Linked DNA regions of Mus musculus: region 2 is linked to region 1. A link is a contact called in public HiChIP or PLAC-seq data. All regions are on one chromosome and are shown on one strand. Each heading gives the region's core, a stretch centred on a gene start, on an enhancer-like site or on the middle of the called end of the contact. The rest is flanking DNA. Distances are from core to core; before and after follow the strand shown. Region 1 overlaps Macroh2a1 (macroH2A.1 histone). Region 2 has its middle 15 kb from the start of Tifab.

Evidence for each region. HiChIP or PLAC-seq counts read pairs in DNA pulled down with a chosen protein or histone mark.
Region 2: a contact with region 1 is called in an H3K27ac HiChIP or PLAC-seq map of embryonic stem cells, with 16 read pairs. The contact joins two enhancer-like sites. A contact is called at or near these places in 2 of 15 datasets of contacts at CTCF or cohesin (large pre-B cells and pro-B cells), 5 of 484 Hi-C or Micro-C datasets (ECoMG myeloid progenitors, Th1 cells, embryonic stem cells and 1 more), 2 of 115 datasets of contacts at active chromatin or transcription factors (both in embryonic stem cells) and 3 of 9 other capture datasets (adipose tissue, liver and pancreatic islet).

What each region holds. Positions count from the first base shown.
Region 1 is chr13:56,114,245-56,116,944 of GRCm38.p6, forward strand. The region is part of intron 2 of Macroh2a1 (macroH2A.1 histone); the gene reads right to left. It overlaps Gm31485 (a long non-coding RNA gene), which reads right to left. Exons shown (of 2, transcript XR_382468.4): 1 at 1-2,700. Among named protein-coding and RNA genes, the nearest start is that of Gm31485, 5.5 kb to the right of the region's middle. Within about 2 kb of position 1,402, at least 91 of the 459 cell types and tissues checked have an H3K27ac peak or open chromatin away from gene starts, as enhancers often do. A contact at or near this core is called in embryonic stem cells, where this site is marked.
Region 2 is chr13:56,192,998-56,195,697 of GRCm38.p6, forward strand. It overlaps a transcript of Gm31657 not described here. Among named protein-coding and RNA genes, the nearest start is that of Tifab, 15 kb to the left of the region's middle. Within about 2 kb of position 1,419, at least 15 of the 459 cell types and tissues checked have an H3K27ac peak or open chromatin away from gene starts, as enhancers often do. A contact at or near this core is called in embryonic stem cells, where this site is marked.

The DNA.
Region 1 (2,700 bases), core at 152-2,651:
AAGACCACCGAGGCCTAAGGGAGGGATGGGAGGGCCGGGAAAATGTTGCTGCCTTGAGTAAGACACCCTTATTTTCTCCGTAAATGGAGATATTGACTTTCAGCAGTGGTATCCAGATTTATAAAGATGACAGATAAATATTTATCCAAGTCTATCCCAGCTACCAGCAGTCAGGATCTAATGAAGGGTGATAATGAGCTATATGTAGAGGGACCTAGTTTCCGGGTGGCTCTTCCAGCTGAAATGAGAGTCCTATAAGGAGCCAGGCTTCTGTCAAGATCTAGACCAGTCCCTATAAACAAACAGGTGTAAGACCACACAGTGAGAGGACACCAGATAGAGAGCCCCGCTGAAGATGGCAGCTATGGGGACCAGAGAACCCACACTCTCCAGCCACTAAATAGAAGATGTGATTGTCTAGTAAGGATGGGGCTGGGGTCAGAAGAGAAGGTAGAAAGGGGAGATGGAAGGCAGGAACTTCAGCCAGAGCAGCAGCTTGAGTAGAACAGTCTGGCAAATTCAAGAAGGGTATATGTCACCTTCTCAGCAAGCCAACCAGGAAGGGAGCCGTGGGAATACAGAGTGGGACTGGGTGAGATTAATATCTTTGGTTGGTCTTGCTGCAACTCACTACAGCTCTGAGGGACTTTTTTGGTATTTAATTCTATGCTGATAGATTTAGGAACCAACAATACTATAAAGACCTCTCAATGTTCTTTGTAATTTCAGTGGGAAATCTCGAGATAGATTATGCAGTTCTTGCCTGCTTCCTCCTCTCCATAAGTTTTCAGAAGCAGTTCCTGGTGGTGTTACACAGAGAGGTCTTGGGCCCTTTAAGGTCGTCACTACGATGTCTAACCAGCTGGGTGGCTGTCCTCGGCTGCTCATGGTGTAGCTGACAGCCCTCAATGGCTTTTAGGGGCAACAGGAGGAAGCAGTCCATAGAAGCCTTCTGTCTATACGAGCTGCCTGTCGAGTGCCCCTCCTCACACAGGGTGGTCCACTGCTCTCAAGTTCATTCTAATTCTACAACACTGAAAACTCGAGGGTCCAGAGGAGTTCCTGAATTTCCTGGCAGCACAAGTGTCCCCAGCCCAGCTCCTCCTGAAGCCCATCACTCTGAAGAGCCTCCTCCTCCAGTAAAGAACTGCCAGGTCGTACGAGGAGCTGGCCCAGTCCTGCACTGGAGTCTGAGGTGGCCCCGCTATGGGTGACACTTGGGACAGTCCTACAAATCTGACTCTAGCACACAGCTTGTACCCTTGCTAAGTCTTCCACAAGTAGGCCATTCCAGATGAATTCCTGAATGAGAGGCCCGAGCACGGGTGTGGTCAGGAAGTGTGAAAAGGCACGCACACAGGCTGTTCTCCAAGGCCCTGGCCTGGTTTCATATATCAGAACACGGGCTCTCAGTACAATGCAGCAGCATGAAGAAAACTGCCATCCAGAGGAAAGCAGGCCAGGCTGGGCCCGAGAGCTTGGGGAAGGGGCTGAGGGGGACGAAGGGCTGATTAAAGAGCCTCAGGGCCTCCCAACTAAAGCAGTCTATGCACACCATGTGCGGCCGTTATCTTCTTGGCACACTGGTTTATCTTTCCACTTCATTTTCTAGATTTATTCTGCAATCCTTAAAGTAACTTCAAAGAGTGTATCTATTTAAAAACAAAAAACAAAACAAAAACAAAACAAAACAAAAAAACAAAAAACACCAGGGAGGAATGGGTAGACAGAGCTGGGAGACACCTTACTGAAAACCCTTTGTTTCACAGAGTTTACCATGGAAACAGTTACTTAGTAAAGGAAATAAATCCAACCAAAGGCAAGGCCACACATGCCGCTGGGTATGAGAAACTGCTGCAGGGGAAAGTTTACAACAACACAGGCCACTGAAATAGAAACCGGGGTCTAGAAGGAATGCTCTTCTTCCCGGAACTGTGCTGGGATAACCAGCTTACTGTGTGAAACAAAGTTACCATTAAATCTTTCTTACACCATACATCAGGTAAATCCCAAACTCTTCAAAGTGAGGAAATGAAAACTGAAACCATTAAAAATAGAGCCTTCTGGGAAGGGAGAGGCGTTTTCTTTAGTAATGTAAGTAACTCCACCCATTCTCACACAGACAACCCTGATGGACATCCTCTTCTGACCTCCACGGAGGTGCACAAAACCAAAAAGGCCTGATGGGGGGCGGGGGAGCCAGTCTCGGCTCAGCAGAAGTGGGAGAGGGGTGTGAAAGGAGATAGACGGGAAGATACCCAAAATGCATTGCATGCATAATATACACAGACAAACTGTTTCAGAACATACACGTGTCCGGATCAAAGGCTCAGCAGGGATAGGCGCTTGCCCCCAAGGCTTATAACCTGAGTTCATTCTTTTGGGACCCTAACTCCCAAAAGCTGTCCTGGCACCTCCAGACACGTGCCACAGAAGGATGCTAATGTGCACACATACAAAATAAGTAAGTAAGTGTGTGTGCGACGCTTCTAAACACAGACTTTTCACACCAGGGCTGGAGAAATGGCTCAGTAGTTAAGAGCACTGCCCGCTCTTATAGAGGATCTTGGGTTCAGTTCCTAGCACCCACAAGGGGGCACAGAACCATCTGTAACTTCAGTTCTAAGGGATCAGACATCCTTTTCTGACCTCCACAGGCACTGCACTGAATACATATGGCTGGCATGCATACATACATAC
Region 2 (2,700 bases), core at 169-2,668, 79 kb after region 1:
AACCAAAGTGTCAGCAGAGTTATATGCCCAACTCATGCCTCTTTCAACTGAGAGAGGTTTCTGGCATTTCTTGGCTTGTAGGCATACCAATCTTCAAGCCTTCTACCTCATCAGCTCTCTGCTGATCTTCACACAACCTTTTCCATGTATGTGAGATGTCTTTTCAAATTCCCATCTTAGTAATGCCCATGGATACCTTTAGTTTCCAAACAGCTGATCAAGGATCACCTCCATATGGTTTGAACACCTCGTTTGCCATCGGTAGCAGTTCTTGCTTCCTGATGAGGGATGTCTTTGGGACCATCAGTCAGCCTGGCACTGTAAGGAAGTCATCCTTCCAGAAGCCTGCTATCTTAAGAGTTTCTACTGCTGTGGTAAAACATGAACACCATGACGAAAAGCGACCGGGGAGAAGGCATTTACTTCAGCTTGTAACTCTCAGGCTGTATTCCACCAATGAGGGAAGGCAAGGTGCTACGCTCTCCGGTCGAGTCAACTGGACAAGCCGAAAGGCTTAAAAGTCACTCATGAGGCAAAAGAGTTTCAAGGAAGCTCTCCTCCTGGAGTCTAGTGTTCTCTACCCATATATTAATTTTTCATTCCCGAGTTCCATTACCGCGCTAGTCTAGAGTATGGATCCATGTGCTCTCTTTCAGTATTTTCCTATTATAAGTGCTTTTTAAAATTGAATTTTGACATGGCTTAAGCCTTCCGCCAGTGTTCCAACAGTCCAAGGGCATCCTTGACCAAGATCAAGGGTTTAGAATTCAGCAAGATTGTAAAAGCTAAGTCACTCCCTTACACAGGAATTTACCATCACTTAAAAAGAAGGAAGTTTCAGACCAAAGGAGAAACCAGAATAGATACTATAGCAGAGTTACACCCATACACACCTATTTACAATGGCCTAAGGGGAAGGTGGACAAGAGACTAAAATAGGAACTGTGGCAAGGACGCGAAGCCCTTGACCCTGGCTTCTAAGATTAGTGAATTTTAGGTGGAGCCCTTGTTGATCCCAGCTGTTATCAATGTATTCTATCCTGGGTGGTTCCCGTTAGACCTTTTGTGTTTACATTCCTCTGTTTTATGTAAGATTCCGGTTACCTCAATTGTACCGTTCGAATATGTCACCCAACTTCCTTATTGTCCTCTGCATAAAAAGTCTGATGTTCGAGTTGTAAAATTACATTCAGATTCCACACAAACTCTCCTGCGTGTGTGTCTGTCTGTCATTCATCCACGCTTTGCCCACCCGCGTCGAGAGACCCCGTTCCACGCAGACACAGGGACCCAGAAGGTCTGCGGCAGCAAGGCAGGACATGATGTAGAAATCATGAGAGAACGCGCTTACTGGCTTGCTCAGCTTGCTTGCTTATACCACCCAGGACCAGCTGCTCTGGAGTGGCATCACCCACAGTAGGTTGGCTCACCTGCCCCACGTCAGTCACTAATTTAAAAAGTGCCCAGCAGGCTTGCCTACAGGCTGATCTTGTGGAGTGTTTTCTCAGTTGTGATTTCCCTCTTCTGACATGACTCTAGCTTATGTCAAGTCAACAAACAAACAAATGAACAACAATAGCAAAACAACCAGGATACCTTCATTCTAGAGCCCGGACTTTGGGGAAGAACCAAAGAGCATATGAACCAGCAGCTGGAGCCAGGCAAACGGTGTGTCAAATGCCCCCCGGGAGCTTATGCAATAGCTGAATGGTGTGTGGCACCAAGGGTGGATGCCTGAGTAGCAGCTCCAGTCCTCCAGGGCTCTGCCTGTCAGCGAAGGGACAGCAGAGACCAAAGGCTGCAAAGCCAAGTGGGGACTGAAAATCCGTGCCTGGCCATTTATGCTACACCGGAGCATTGGAGTCTACCCCACACAATAGGGACTGCTGGGGCTCTGAGGATAATGAGGGGTGGGAGCTTTGGGGGTTGTAGTTGAGGTGGGGGGGTGTCTAATAGAAGTCCCTTACTCAGAGTGTGGAGAAGTCTGCATGATATGGGGAGGAGGCACTCTTCTTGTACCATATCCTGGACATTGGCCTTGCTGGTCCTGTCTGTCTCTCCCATTCTGCAGCTGTGCCACTGAGCCCCTGATATTCATGTTTGTGACAGTGACCTTTGGATTTTAGGTATCAAGAAGATTCTGGGGCAGTGTTGCCTGCTTGGAATTTTAAGAAGCCAGGTACCTGGGTTCAAATCTGAATTCAGATATTTCTTATGTTGACCCAGAGGGGTCCTATATGTGGCCTTCCTGTTTTTGTTTTTATAGACAGTGTTGATATTGTGAAGAGTCAAAGGCTTAAAACGGGCAAAGGTCTTAGAGAAAGATCTCAGACAAGAAAATATGAAATAAAATACTGGCATTTGACTGCAGTTTCTGTTGGAGATATCTTTGAGAAAAGGACTGGTCTCTATTTTTTGAAGGGAGGGAGAGTAACTGATGGGACAACTTGACTTTATGTAGAAAAAGCCAAGGTGTCTGGTTGCCCACTGTCTTAATTAGGGTTTTACCGCCGTGAACGGACACCATGACCAAGGCAACTCTTATAAGGTCCACATTTAATTGGGGCTGGCTTATAGGTTCAGAGGTTCAGTCCATTATCATCAAGGCAGGAACATGGCAGCATCCAGGCAGGCATGGTGTAGGAGGAGCTGAGAGTTCTACATCTTCATCTGAAGGCTGCTAGCAGAAGACTGACTTTT